Linked DNA regions of Sus scrofa: region 2 is linked to region 1. The links are chromatin contacts, called in public promoter capture Hi-C maps. All regions are on one chromosome and are shown on one strand. The core of a region is the stretch at or near the end of the contact, and the rest is flanking DNA. Distances in the headings are between cores, read along the strand shown. Region 1 holds the start of SLC35B2 (adenosine 3'-phospho 5'-phosphosulfate transporter 1). Region 2 holds the start of AARS2 (alanine--tRNA ligase, mitochondrial).

What was found. Promoter capture Hi-C pulls out the DNA fragments that hold promoters and counts their contacts.
Region 2: a contact with region 1 is called in a promoter capture Hi-C map of liver, with 4 times the contacts expected there. The contact joins the promoter of AARS2 here to the promoter of SLC35B2 in region 1. A contact is called at or near these places in 2 of 5 promoter capture datasets (fetal liver and liver), 2 of 47 Hi-C or Micro-C datasets (alveolar macrophages and fetal liver) and 1 of 2 datasets of contacts at active chromatin or transcription factors (alveolar macrophages).

The regions. Positions count from the first base shown.
Region 1 is chr7:39,252,724-39,259,668 of Sscrofa11.1, reverse strand. It overlaps SLC35B2 (adenosine 3'-phospho 5'-phosphosulfate transporter 1), which reads left to right and starts at 5,170. Exons shown (of 4, transcript XM_003128416.3): 1 at 5,170-5,331; 2 at 5,842-6,035; 3 at 6,225-6,379. The coding sequence starts at 5,321. NFKBIE (NF-kappa-B inhibitor epsilon) reads left to right here. Exons shown (of 8, transcript XM_021100039.1): 5 at 142-364; 6 at 1,908-1,996; 7 at 2,162-2,401; 8 at 3,420-4,591. The coding sequence ends at 3,485.
Region 2 is chr7:39,312,206-39,319,578 of Sscrofa11.1, reverse strand. It overlaps AARS2 (alanine--tRNA ligase, mitochondrial), which reads left to right and starts at 5,283. Exons shown (of 22, transcript XM_001929593.5): 1 at 5,283-6,121; 2 at 6,751-6,942. The coding sequence starts at 5,801.

The DNA.
Region 1 (6,945 bases), core at 3,921-6,420:
TTGAAACACCAGGGCCATAGCCTTTATAAGCAGTCTTCGAAGAAGGTGCTGGCCGCTGGCAATTCCTGTGCCCACGCTAGCATGTCCCCAGAGGTGGGAGCATGCTGCAGAGGCCCTGTGACCCTCTCTTTGTGTCTACAGACAGCACTCCATCTGGCTGTACATCTGGACCAGCCAGGCGCCGTTCAGGCCCTGGTGCTGAAGGGAGCCAGCCGGGTGCTACAGGACCGGCACGGTGACACGGCCCTGCATGTGGCCTGCCAGCGCCAGCACCTGGCTTGTGCCCGCTGCCTGCTGGAGGGGCGGCCAGAGCCAGGCAGAGGACCACCACACTCCCTGGACCTCCAGCTGCAAAACTGGCAAGGTACGGGCAGCCTCGGGGCCAGTGGGAGGAGGAAGGGACAGGAGACAGGGAAGAGAGGGTCACAGCTTGTCCACTGACACACCTGCCATTCTAAGTGCATGGGTACTCAGAACACTTTTGCTGAATGAATGAATGAATGAACAAATTTGATTTAGAATTTATTGAGAAACTGCCGGGTGCTAAGCAGAGACTTTAACTTTCCCTCAAGATATATTCAGTTTAGGAGTTCCCGTCGTGGTGCAGTGGAAACAAATCCGACTGGGAACCATGAGGTTGCGGGTTCAATCCCTGGCCTCGCTCAGTGGGTTAAGGATCCAGCATTGCTGTGAGCTGTGGTGTAGGTCGCAGATGCGGCTCTGATCCCCCATTGCTGTGGCTGTGGCATAGGCTGTCAGCCACAGTTCCAATTGGAATTCTAGCCTGGGAACCTCCATATGCCGCAGGTGCAGCCCTAAAAAGACCAAAAAAAAAAAAGATATATTTAGTTTAATAGAGATTAGATGAACTCAATAATCCATTCAACAAAGGTGTATTAAAGGTCTTCTATGTACCAGGCACTGCTGCGGAAGATGGCTTACATCTGTGAGCAAAACAGAGAATGCCTGAGGCAAACAATAAACATAAGAAGTGAGTTCTTTGGAGTTCCTGCCATGGCTCAGTGGGTTAAGAACCTGACTAGTACCCATGACGTTGTGGGTTTGATCCCTGGCCTTGCTTAGTGGGTTATGGATCCGGCGTTGCCGTGAGCTGTGGTGTAGTTGAAGATGTGGCTCGGATCCCGCGTTGCTGTGGCTGTGGTGTAGGCAAGCAGCTACAGCTCTGATTTGATGTCTGGCCTGGGCACTTCCATATGCTGCAGATGCGGCCCTAAAAAGACCTCCCTCCAAAAAAAAAGAAGTGAGTTCTCTAGGAGGTTAACAGGCAGTCAGTGCTGAGGGGACAACAGAGCCGAGTGAGGGGACTGGAGTGCGGGGGGGGCGGGGGCGGTGGTGGGCGTTGATGTGGTTTTGGAACAGGGTGGTCAGGGAAAATCTCAGGGAGCAGGGACATTTGAGCAGAGACGTGAAAGAGGTGAGGGATGTGAATTTGAATCTAGTTCTCTAAGTGGAGATGGGCCCAGGCTAGAAAAGAGGGTGCAAAACTGCTAGGGCAGCTCACGGGAGGAAGTGGCCCCCGCAGAGGGGCTGGAGGCCTGAGGACCCAGACAGCTCTGAAGAAGGTGGCTTTTGATGAGGCTTGAAGGCAGGTAGGGTTTGGGGTGGGGGGAGCGTGTGTGTGTATTGGCGGGAGGAGTGCCACTCAGCAACCTGACTCCTGAAGCGTGAAAGTTTCAATAACATGACTCTGAAAAGGTGGAAACTTTGAGTTCCTTTCCCCCCCAGATTTTTGAGGGGGTTTTTGGGTTTGTGTTTTAACAGTCCTGTGATCAGAGGCACTCAATGGGCAGGGCGTCCCTTGGGGCTGAGGGGTAAGGGAGGTCCCTAAATAGAGGGAGAGAGAGAGAGCTGGTGGATGCAGCCCCCGCCCTTGCTCCCCATCCCAGGTCTGGCCTGTCTCCACATCGCCACCCTGCAGAGGAACCGGCCCCTCATGGAACTGCTGCTTCAGAACGGAGCTGACATTGATGCACAGGTGAGCCGGCCAATCAGGGCACTGCCCGGCCCAGGTCCAGCCCCCAGGCCCCTGGCCAGTGGTCAGAAGGGGTGGCGCTCCTCTCCTTAGCCAGGGCCTGGGCTCCGGCTTGGCATGCTTCTTCTTCTTGAGGGCCTAGGCTGACATCCTTCTTCCCCCACCCAGGAGGGCACAAGCGGGAAGACAGCGCTGCACCTGGCCGTGGAGACCCAGGAGCGTGGTCTGGTGCAGTTCCTGCTCCAGGCTGGGGCCCGGGTGGACGCCCGCATGCTCAATGGGTGCACGCCCCTGCACCTCGCAGCCGGCCGGGGCCTCAGCAGCATCTCATCCACCCTGTGCCAGGCCGGTGCCGACTCCCTGCTGCGGAACGTGGAGGATGAGACTCCCCAGGACCTGGCTGAGGATGTAAGAGGCGGACACTCAGCCCTGCTGTCCAGGGCCTCCCACATCCCTAGCAGAGACCAGCGCTGTATAGCTGAAAGGGCCAAGGAGTTAGAATCCCGGGGTGTGATCCACGACTCTGCCACTCACCCACTGCAGGACTTCTCTCTGTCCCTCTCTCAGCCTGTGTTCTCATTTGGTCAGGATCAGGGGCCCAGACTTGGACTCCTACAGGAGCCATGCAGCTACAGCAGATCAGCAAAGCACACTGGTATCAAAGACAGCCCGGTGGTGGGGCCTGGGGAAGACTGGACCGTGTATGTCTGAGCTTCGCTCAGCACATATTTGCAGAGGAGCAATATGGGCCTAGTGTTTCAAGTCTTGAATATTTTTGGGGGGGAGTCTTTTTAGGGCTGCAAGTGCAGCATATGGAGGCTTCCAGGCTAGGGGTCAATTTGGAGCTGCAGCTGCCGGCCACAGCCACAGCCATGTGGGATCCAAGCCGGGTCTGCAACCTACACCACAGCCCATGGCAACACTGGATCCTTCACCCACTGAGCAAGGCCAGGGATCGAACCCAAGTCCTCCTGGATACTGGTCAGATTCATTTGTGCTGAGCCATGATGGGAACTCCCAGTCTTGGAATTTTTAAAGAGCGATGAAACCTAGATTTTTCGATACCATCTTTCCTATTTTAAATGTTCCGATTGAAAAAATATTCAAAATGTTTTGTAGCTTTTCCCAACACCCCCCCCAAAAAAAACACAAAAAAACAGGCCCATAGGCTGGATCACCTCCTATGTGCTTCTTAGATCTGATATCTGGCATTATCTTAGAGAGTAAGGGCTTGCCTGAGACCTCATGGCTCTGTGTAGCCCTGAGGGGCCAGTATTCTGGGCATTAGTAGGAAGATTTGTTCCCTGATGTCTTGGAACTGTCGCTTGTGGGGGAGGAAAGGGCCTGATAGGCAGCCCAGCTCCCTCCCCGACTGCTGCCTTCGTCCACAGGTCCTGATCTTGCTTTTCTCCCTCCTCTCCCTCAGCCCTTTGCCCTTTTGCCCTTTGATGACCTGAAGATCTCCGGGAAGCCACTGCTGTGTGCCGACTGAAGCCAGGACAGGTTCTGGGGCCCCGGACGCTCCACCTCTTCCCCTCTGGAAGCTGGAGCCACAGCTGCTGCAGTTTGGGCCCAGACCATGCGTCCTTCCGGTGTCCTGGGGACTGCTGAGGCCAGCACAGTCCCCAGCTGAGAGGAGGGATCGCAAGGAAGAGCCAGTCTGGAAGGAAGAGCTTCTGGGTGAATTGGAAGGACCCCTAAAGCCCCAGGCAGCCTGAGCGAAGCCTGATCACCTCTGTCGAGGATGGTGGAGGCTCTTGCCTCCACCCACATGGGGCCATCCTGAAGTGGCCATCCATTTGGACAACGTGAACTCTCCTGACTAGGGAGAGATCCTGAACTGTGAGTGAGCAGGGCCCTAAGGTGGTCCATCTCACTGCCGAGTTCACACAAAAGGCCCTGAACCGAGCCTTCGAGGGAGGGGGAAATTTCAATACCATGACACTAAAACAGCAGAAACTTTTAAAAAGTCCCCCCCGCCCCGCCCCGAGCCCCCAAGTTGTTCTGTGGCACGTGCTTGTCTGTGTGCATTGGGGATTTTGAGAAAGGCCTTCCCTGTGACCTTGTGGTGGAGGCAGAGAGGGAAATTGTCACTTGAGCAGGACAGGCCTGGCTGGGGAGGGGAGGGAGGCCAAGGGTTCTCGGGCCCCTCCATCCAACACAGACCCTTGTCCTTTCTGTGGCAAGGCAGAGGGATGGAGGAAGACAAAGAGGAGTGAGAAGATGCCAATGGGAGACCTCCCCACAGCCCTGGGGGAGCCTGGAGAGAAAGGCCAGCCTGTGGATGGGGGGGGGTGACGCAAAGAGCTGTGGCCTTGTGTGTTTTTTCTCTCATTCCACATGTGTTTGAGGGGCCTATGAGGTCAGGCCTATGCTGGGATGAAGACTATGGGGGAATAAACCAACACCGTTTCTGGCCACTTACGGACTATAGCCTGGTGAGTGGGACAGCCAATGAAATCATAGACATCCAGGGAGCACCCGTGGGCTGCAGCAGGTTAAGGATCTGGCATTGTCACTGCTGTGGTGCAGGTTCCACACACTACAGGTGCTGCCCCCCCCCAAATCATAAACATCCAAATAAATACGTAATTACAAGTTGCATTTGGAAGGAAAAGAGTAGTAGGAGGGAGAACAATGGAGCGGTTGGAGGGCCATACTTCAGGTGGTCTGGGGTGATCATGTCATCTCAACTGGCACAAAGGATGAGTAAGGGATCGGGGGAGAGCTTTCCACAAGACCTTTGGTGAATCAGAGGTACTGAGAGTATGCCAGTGGGGCTCTGCAGCGGGTGGGTGAGTGGGCGAGGTCGACTGGGGGCCAGGTCTTGCAGAGCCTCAAAGGTCATGTGGCTGGGAGGACAGAACTGCCTGTCCCCCTCGCAAAAAGGAGACATCTTCCTGCCAGAAAACGGGAAAATGGTTGACCTAAGGGGATGTGCTTGGGATGTACTTAATATCCCCGTCCCTATGATGTTGGTGGTCACCATGCCTTCCGGGCCACCGGGGAGACCTAAGAGCGATGACCAAGCAGGAGCAGACATCGAGGTGAAGCGCGCCCCGCGCAGGGGCAGCCTGGCCCCCTCGCGCTGAGCCGGGTCTCCCTCCGGGCCGCGCGGGGGCGCTGTGGCCCGGCGGCGGCCCGAGGCGCTGCGTGGTCGCGGCCGGGGGCGGAGGGGCGGCCCCCGGGAGGGAGGCGGGAAGAGCGCTGCACTTCCGCTAGCCGGCGGCTCGCCTGCTGCTCCTGGAGGCGCCGCTGGAGCGGAGGGAGCGCGCGGCCCGGGGACCCGCAATCCCCGGCCCCCCTCCGCCCCACGAGGCCCGGACCATGGATGCCAGGTGAGGGGCTGGGGGGGAGCGGCGAGCCCACGTGACCGCGCCACGTGACCGCCGCTCCTCTGTGCGGGGGGCCGACTGGGGTCCGAGCTGCGGGGTGGGAGGCTGGCCGAGCGCGGCCGGGAAGGAGCCGTCATGGGTCGGGGCGCGGCGTGGCGTGCTTCTTGGGGCCCGGGGGGTGTCAGGCGGGGAAGCCCGGGCACCGTGGCGCTCCAAGAACCTGGAGGGCGGGGTCGAGGGGCGCCGCCTCTGCCCCGAGCCGCCGGCGGGCGCTGGAAGGAACAGAGGGGACCTGTGTGGCGGGAGGGGCGGGTCCGCTCTCGGGGACGGAGGGAGCCTTGCCCGGCCCGCGCTGGCTCCCCCAGGAGAGTGAGAGGCTCTTTGTCCGCCCTGGGCTACAGCTGAGGGGGGCGGGGAGGAGAGACTCCGGGACCTTCTCCAGTGTCCTCCCTCTGGAGGGTCCAGAGGACGAGGAGCTCTGCACCCTGACCCTTCTCTCGGCGGCCCTCGCAGGTGGTGGGCAGTGCTGGTGCTGGCTGCGCTCCCCTCCGCGGGGGCAGGTGGGGAGAACCCCGAAGCCCCTCCAGAGCCGTGGACCCAGCTATGGTTCTTCCGCTTTTTGGTGAATGCGGCTGGCTATGCGAGCTTTATGGTACCTGGCTATCTGCTGGTGCAGTACTTCAGGCGGAAGAACTACCTAGAGACAGGTGTGTGGGGAAAGGGTGGGTAAGTGTGTTCGTTTGTATTACGAGTGTTGGCCAGCCGTGCAAAGGGGATGTGGCTTGGCAAGGGAGGCAGGGTGGCCAGGAGGCTGGACAGCAGGGCGGGCTGGCGGCTTTGGGGAAGATGAGGTGCTGGGGAGAAAATTAGGGTTTGACTTTGTGTGCTTCCTCCAGGCAGGGGTCTGTGCTTTCCCCTCGTGAAAACTTGTGTGTTTGGCAATGAGCCTAAGGCCACGGACGAGGTTCCCCTGGCTCCCCGGTCAGAGCCAGCAGAGACCAGTCCTACTTGGCAGGCCCTGAAGCTGCTCTTCTGTGCCTCGGGGCTCCAGGTAGGTAGGCAGACTCTTCTGCTCTTCCTAGATTGGGCCCCGGCGGGCAGGGACTCTGTGGAGCCAAAGCTTTCGTGTCCACTTCCTCCCAGAGGCACTCCTTCTTCTTGGAGGTGATTGGAGGAAAAGCCACCTTTTCTTTCTTCTTTTTTCTGGCCCTCTTTTCTGTGATTTCGCCCTTCCCCTTGCGGTGATGTGTCTCATACACTGTAAACCCAGTGATAAAAGTTTGGGGAGACCATTCAGACTCCTCCCACTGCTGCCATGTGAGGAGTAGGCTGAGATGCTGACCTTACAGCGTCTTGGGGTGGGCACTCCTGGTTCCACCATGTATACCACGTGGAACAGGTGTGCAGGCTTTAAGAAGTCTTGCCTCCCTGAATTGGTTGAAAATAGGAAAATACTGGGATGGAGTCCGCTCTAACATACCCTGCTGTGGGGACAAAGCAGGTCTGGTCAGTCCTAAAGCATTGGTTCTTGTGTTTTACACACACTTGATTCCCTGCAAGATGAATCCAGGTTTTGGAGGGGAGAAGAAATTGCTAGTTACCGCAGAGGAATCCACA
Region 2 (7,373 bases), core at 4,034-6,533, 60 kb before region 1:
GAGTCCATGGAGGGCTCCTGGGGTGGCTGCAAAGTTCCATTTCACATCCTGGATAGTGGCTGCAAAGATGTTTGCCTGCTAATGATAAAGCCATATATTTTGTTTGGTCGACATCTACATTTGCATTTTATCATGTGATTTAAGGGGAAAAAAATCTTTTTAAACCTATAATACAGGGGTTGGCAAACTTTTTTCAAACGGCCAGTCTGTATTTCAGATTTTGCCGGCCAAGAGGCAAAATTGTACTTACATAACCACTTGAAATGTAACCATTTAAAAATGCATAAGGGGAGTTCCCGTCGTGGCGCAGTGGTTAACGAATCCAACTAGGAACCATGAGGTTGCGGGTTCGGTCCCTGCCCTTGCTCAGTGGGTTAACGGTCCGGCGTTGCCGTGAGCTGTGGTGTAGGTTGCAGACGCGGCTCGGATCCCGCTTTGCTGTGGCTCTGGCGTAGGCCGGTGGCTACAGCTCCGATTCAACCCCTAGCCTGGGAACCTCCATAGGCCTCGGGGGCGGCCCAAGAAATAGCAACAACAACAACAAAAGACAAAAAGACAAAAAAAAAAAAAAATGCATAAGGATAAAACTGAGCATTGCAACCCTGGAGGGTCCACTAGTCCTTGAATTCCCGATCCCAGGAGGATCACAACCTTCCAGGCCCACCATCTGCGCCCCCAGCCCGGGATGGGTCCTGGAGAGCGCCAGGAGCTGTTCTCCTCCCCCGCCGCTGGACTCCTCCACCTCCGCGTCTCTTAGCAACAGGCAGACGCAATCTCCTCTCTGGCTAAGACTCCAGGTGGGGAGAGGGGGAGCGAGCACGCATGCGCACAAGGAGCTCCCAGCTCCACCCACCCTCTCCGGGAGAAAGTGGAGGTCCTCCCAGCACTTTAGCCGTGGGGCCAGGTCCCAAGCAAAATCTGTCTCGCGATTCTCCCACACGTCCTCTACCACACCTTTGTCACAAGGGACAGCAACAGCACCAGGCGCCTGCTAGAAATCTAGAAATACAGAATTTCAACCTCACCCCAGAACTACCAAATCAGAGTGCATTTTTAACAAGCTCCCAGGAGGTCCCAATGCATATTAATGTTTGACAGGCGTTGCTTTTACAATCCAGATAAGGCAAAGCCATAAGTAAATACATATATATATATATATGTTCACCTCTTATAGGTTGAACTTTTAACCTAACCACTAAAAAACAGCCTTTTTGATTTACAAGCGGAAGTTCCCAAAGCTGAGTTCCTTATGCTTAGTAAGGGTGAAAATCCCCTCGTGTCTCCTCTGACCGGTGGTCGAGGACAAAATGCATCACTAACCTCGAGTTCCTGCTCTCAGAGTCAATGGGGTCATCAGGAAGGACAATTTCCATTCCCAGAGTAAGGGCATTGCTTCATATGAACAAGGTGGAAAGAGAGGGCTCAGAAAAAGGGCACTTTGGGCTTACCCAGATAAATAAGACGGCAATATAAGGGCAATCCCAGCCGCAGGGAAGGCAGCACCCAAACCTAGCTAAATGGCTCCCAGGAAACAGGCCTCATTTGCATTCTAAACCCCCAAATGAAATTCTTTCGTGGCTCATCGGGTTAAGGATCAGGGGTTGTCACTGCAGCAGCTCAGGTCACAGGTTTGATCCCTGGCCTGGGAACTTCCACATGCTGTGGGTACGGCCAAAAAAGCAAAGAAAAAAGAAAGAAAGAAATTCCTATGAATAATAAGACAGTGGATGAGAACTCCTGAGAGAAGTTCCCAGGTCAGTAACTTCCCAAAGTGGTTAGTTCTCTCCATATTTATCTATTATGGGAAACTGCAGACCTTAAATTTAACTTCCTCATCAGATGAGAGTGGCAAATCAGAATAAATACGTCCCCGAGTTCCTGTTGTGGTTCAGCGGTAATGAACACGACTAGTATCCATGAGGATGCAGGTTTGATCCCTGACCTCACTCAGTGGGTTAAGAATCCGGTGTTGCCATGAGCTGTGGCATAGGTAGATCTGGCATTGCTGTAGCTGTGGTGTAGGCCAGCAGCTATAGCTCCTTGGACCCTTAGCCTGGGAACTTCCATATACCGCAGGTGCAGTCCTTTAAAAAAAAAAAAAAAAGAATAAACACATCCCAATACTTAGAAGAACCACTTGGCTTCACTGGGAAATACTAAAAAGAGACTAGAGTGGTGGCTCAGTGGGTTAAGGATCCAGCATTGTCACTGTTGTGGCTCAGGTTGCTGCTGTGGCACAGACTCAATTCCTGACCCAAGAACTTTTTCACACTCTCTGAACAGTCAAAAAACTTTTACAAAATAACAAGATGGGGGGGACCATTCTTCAAACAGAAAACAACTCAAAAGACACATTTCTAAGAATCCATGATACATACTAAAACATGGATGAGCTGTGAAAACATTATGCAAAGTGAAAGAAGCCAGTCACAAAGGATCATATATTGTGTGATTCCATTTGTATGAAATGTTCCGAAGAGGCAAATCTTTAGAGACAAAAGTCATTAGTGATTGCCTAGGGCTGGGACGGCTGGGGGATTTAGGGGTTGATAGTTAAAAGGTGTGGGGTTTCTTTTGGAGGTGATGAAAGTGATCTAAATATTCTTTTTTCTTTTTTTTTTTTTTTTTGCCATTTCTAGGGCTGCTCCCATGGCACATGGAGGTTCCCAGGCTAGGGGTCGAATCGGAGCTGTAGCCACTGGCCTACACCAGAGCCACAGCAACGCAGGGTCCAAGCTGGGTCTGCGACCTACACCACAGCTCACAGCAATGCTGGATCCTTAACCCACTGAACAAGGCCAGGGATCGAACCCACAACCTCATGGTTCCTAGTTGGATTCGTTAACCACTGAGCCACGATGGGAACTCTGAAAGTCACCTAAATATTCTAAAAGTTGTTCAGATAACGACTCTGTGAAAGTACTAAAAGCCATTTGAATTGTACTCTTTATTTTTCTTTATTTATTTTTCTTTTTAGGGCCACACTTGTGGCACATGGAGGTTCCCAGGCTAGGGGTTGAATCAGAGCTGTAGCCACTGGCTATACCACAGCCACAGATCCTTAACCCACTGAGTGAGGCCAGGGATCAAATCTGCGTCCTCCTGGATACTAGTCAGATGTTTCCACTGAGCCACGAGGGGAACTCCCCCTGAACTGTACTCTTTAAGTGGGTAAATTGTATAGTACATGAACTATATTTCACTAAAGCTCTTTGGGGACAAAAAAAAAAAAGATCTATGGTTCCACACTAGATCCACAATGGTCTAAAAACATGGAGTCCCTACTATAATGCAAAGACTTTTTGGGGAAAATCTGAAGGAAGAAAAAAAAATACTGACATTGGTACTGGGTAGAGACACCAGCAAGATTTCTCTAGCAAAACACTTCCATCTCAGTTTGGGGAAGAATTTCACAGTCTTGTTTCAAGATCATGAACCTCACAGAAATCCCCATCTGGCTTTAGGTTCCTGTTCCAAAAATACTGGAAAAACCAATAAAGGCAAAACACACGTTCAAAACAACACCTTTAATGAACAGGGACAGGAGTTCCCATCATGGCTCAGTGGTTAACGAACCTGACTAGTAACCATGAGATTGTGGGTGTGATCCCTAGCCTCGCTCAGTGGGTTAAGGATCCAGCGTTGCCATGAGCTCTGGTGTAGGTTGCAGACGCCTCTCAGACCCTATGTTGCTGTGGCTGTGGTGTAGGCCGGCAGCTACAGCTCCGAGTAGACCCCCAGCCTGGGAACGTCCATAGGCCGCAGGTGTGGCCCTAAAACGACAAAAGACAAAAAATTAAAAAAAAAAAATCTATAGGGACAAGGGAAGAAACAGAGGATCATGGGATCGAAGCTATAGGCTCTGTCAGAATACAAAGTTGAGAATTCACTATCACTATAGAAACTCAAGTCCAAAAAAAGACTACACATTTACCAGGGAAACTGTGTTTCAAAATCCCTAAATAACATAGCTCACAAAGAATGGTGGCCAAAAAAGCCCACCTGAATGGTTGAGGCCTTGGATGGCACTGACTTCAGCTCTGCTACCCCTATTGGGCTTGTTTTTTTGTTTGGGGGGTATTTTGGATCTTATTTTATTTTATTTTATTTTATTTATTTATTTATTTTTGTCTTTCTGTCTTTTCTAGGGCCGCTCCCGAGGCATATGGAGGTTCCCAGGCTAGGGGTCTAATGGGAGCCGAGCCGAAGCCACCAGCCTACACCAGAGACACAGCAACACAGGATGCAAGCCGCGTCTGCAACCTACACCACAGCTCACGGCAAGGCCGGATCCTTTACCCACTGAGCAAGGCCAAGGATCGAACCCGCAACCTCATGGTTCCTAGTCGGATTCATTAACCACTGAGCCATGACAGGAACTCCGGGGGTTTTTTTGGTCTTTTTAGGGCCACACCCACAGCATGAGGAAGATTCCAGGCTAGGGGTCGAATCAGAGCTACAACTGCTGCATCTGTGACCTACACAACAGCTCACAGCAATGCCAGATCCTTAACCCACTAAGCAAGGCCAGGGATCGAATCTTCGTCCTCCTGGATACAGTCAGGTTCATTACCGCTGAGCCACGACAGGAACTGCCCCCTTTTGGGCTTTAACGTTGGCAAATTCTCTTCTCTATCTGCTTAATTTTCCAAACGAAGAGCAGAGGATATCATGAGAAGTCCCAAGAAGACCCCAGCTCCGCCCACAAGGGCCCTTGTTGGCCTCAAGGTCACAGCAGACACCATGGAGAGAGACAGAAGGGAAGGTGGAACAGGTATCTCTTAGCTAAAGCAAAACACACAAAACTCAAGGGCATTGGGAGGCTTAGAGAGAGAGAAATCTCAGCAGCTATCAGCCAACGGCTTCCTCTAGACCTGACAACCAGGATTCTCTCTAATCCCCAAGCAAATTAAAAGACCAAATGTTATTAAGCAATTAATAATGGAACAGATGCTGCTTGGCTTCTGTGTCTCATCAGCTCGACTCCTGCTCCAAAGGACCTGCTTCAGTCCCTACGAACAAAATGGCCATTTCCAATGCCAAGGGCAAAGGAAATTGCCCACACAGTGCCTGACACATAGTAGGTATTCAATAAATATTTGTCGAATGACTCTTTCTTTTTTTTTTGCTTTTTAGGGCCACACTTGCAGCTTATGGAGGTCCGAATCGAATCAGAGCTGTAGCTATTGGCCTACACCACAGCCACAGCAAGTCGGGATCTGAGCCTCGTCTGTGACCTACACCACAGCTCACAGCAACGCTGGATCCTTAACCCACTGAGCGAGGCCAGGGATCGAACCTGAAACATCATGGTTACTAGTCTGATTCGTTTCCACCGAGACACAAGGAAATTCCGAATGACTTGAATGAATGCTGATATCACCTCCCTTGGACATCTCTGCCTCTCACCTCACCCGGGGAAACACATACACATACACACACACACACACACACACACACACACACACCACACAGAGCTGAATTCATGCTTGTTCACTGCAACTCCATTTGTAATCTTGCAAAATTAATAAACACAATTACTGCTACAATATAGATTTCTGAAGGGCAGGGATTCTGGTCAATTTTGTTACAATGTACCTTCAGCATCTAAAACAATACCTAGCACACAGTAGGCTCTTAATGAATATTTGCTGAATGCCAAATGAATTAAGGGGCTACTATGTGCCAGGCCGCTTGGGCTACTTGAACTCCTGCAGAAGAAGCCTCCTTCCCTATATTACCTCCACCGGGAGGCGGAGGCTGCCTTGAGTCCTCCTGTCGCCAGGGGCCGCTGTAGAAAATGCCTGGCCTCCTTCTCACGCCACCTTCTATCCCGGCGGTGCCCTTTGACTCCGTGAAGTCGCTGCCCCGAGTTAAGATGGCGGCGTCGGTGGCAGCTGCAGCTGGGCGAATTCGGCGGGCCATTCGAAGGTCGCCTCCATGGCAGGGCCTCTGCTTTCGGGCGCTCTCATCCGAGGCCCCTCCAACCCAGGCCGCGGCCGTGCGAGACGCCTTCCTGAGCTTCTTTCGAGACCGCCATGGCCACCGCCTGGTGCCGTCCGCTTCGGTGCGGCCCCGCGGCGACCCCACTTTGCTCTTCGTCAACGCGGGCATGAACCAGGTAGGAGCTGAGCCACACTGACCGGGGCGGAGTTTGTGGGGTTCTTCGGGATTGGGCAAAGGAAGCGAAGGGCGGAGCTCTTAGCTTTGGGGGAGCTGGGGGGAAAGCCGGTTGTGCGTGGTTAGGCTAAGAGATTGGGGCGCTAATTAGGGCTTAGGGTGGCCTGGACCCGGCAGCTTTGGAGATCGAGTTTTAGGTTCAGGAACAGCGGGTGTGGAGTCCCATGGAGGCAGACTGGCGGGGGAAGTCTGGCTTTATTTACTAGTTCTTTAAAGATAACCGGTTCATTAAAATAAACGTTGAGCACATGCTATTTGTTAGTCTTTCTTCTTTAAGGCTTTTGACTTTGAACACCACTTATCGTCCCTAGACTTGCCCTGTTTCCCGCCACCAACACGTCTCCTGTTACCTTGCCTATTTTACTAGCAGAAAGTGTCTGTTTCGTGATTTATTTACCAGAGATGGGTGCCCCCACGCTCCCAAGTTGCCCCTTTGGCCAAGACTACATTGTACTCTCAGCGATGCAGTCAGCCTTCAGTCTGAACTGCCATCTCTGTCCCCACTCCCCATCTTTCCCTTCTACTGAGGGCCAAGGATATATCTCTCTCTCCCTCTACATGTGTTTCCAGTTCAAGCCAATCTTCCTGGGCACTGTGGATCCACGAAGCGAGATGGCAGGCTTCCGACGTGTGGCCAACAGCCAGAAATGTGTGAGGGCTGGAGGACGCCACAACGACCTGGAGGATGTGGGCCAAGATCTTTCCCATCACACCTTCTTTGAGATGCTTGGCAATTGGGCCTTTGGGGGTGAATATTTTAAGGTGAGTCTCCAGGAGGCCCTGGAGTTAGGAAAAGGTCACTCGTCAACCAAGAGAGGGGTCAAAGTTAATCCTGTCTCCACTCCTTGGGTCTGCTTTGGCAGGGCCTCATACCAGACACAGAGGCTAAATGAACTTTTATAATAGGAATGGGTCTCACTTCTCTAATTGGGTTGTAAACTCCTTGAGGGCCAGAACTATGCCTCCCGCCTAATGGTTGGTTGATAATTATTGTTTGACTAAGTGGTTAGAGAGTAACACTAAAGTGCAAGAGTTAAAAATATTCCCAGGCTAGGGTAGAGAGAGAATTTCATGGAGAAGGTGGAACTTGGAAGAACGTAGGATTCAGAAAAGGAATGAAGCTTTCAATGCAGGAACAAACTCAGAAATGGCCATGGCTTGTTCTGGAAACAAGGTGGACAATGGAAATGGTT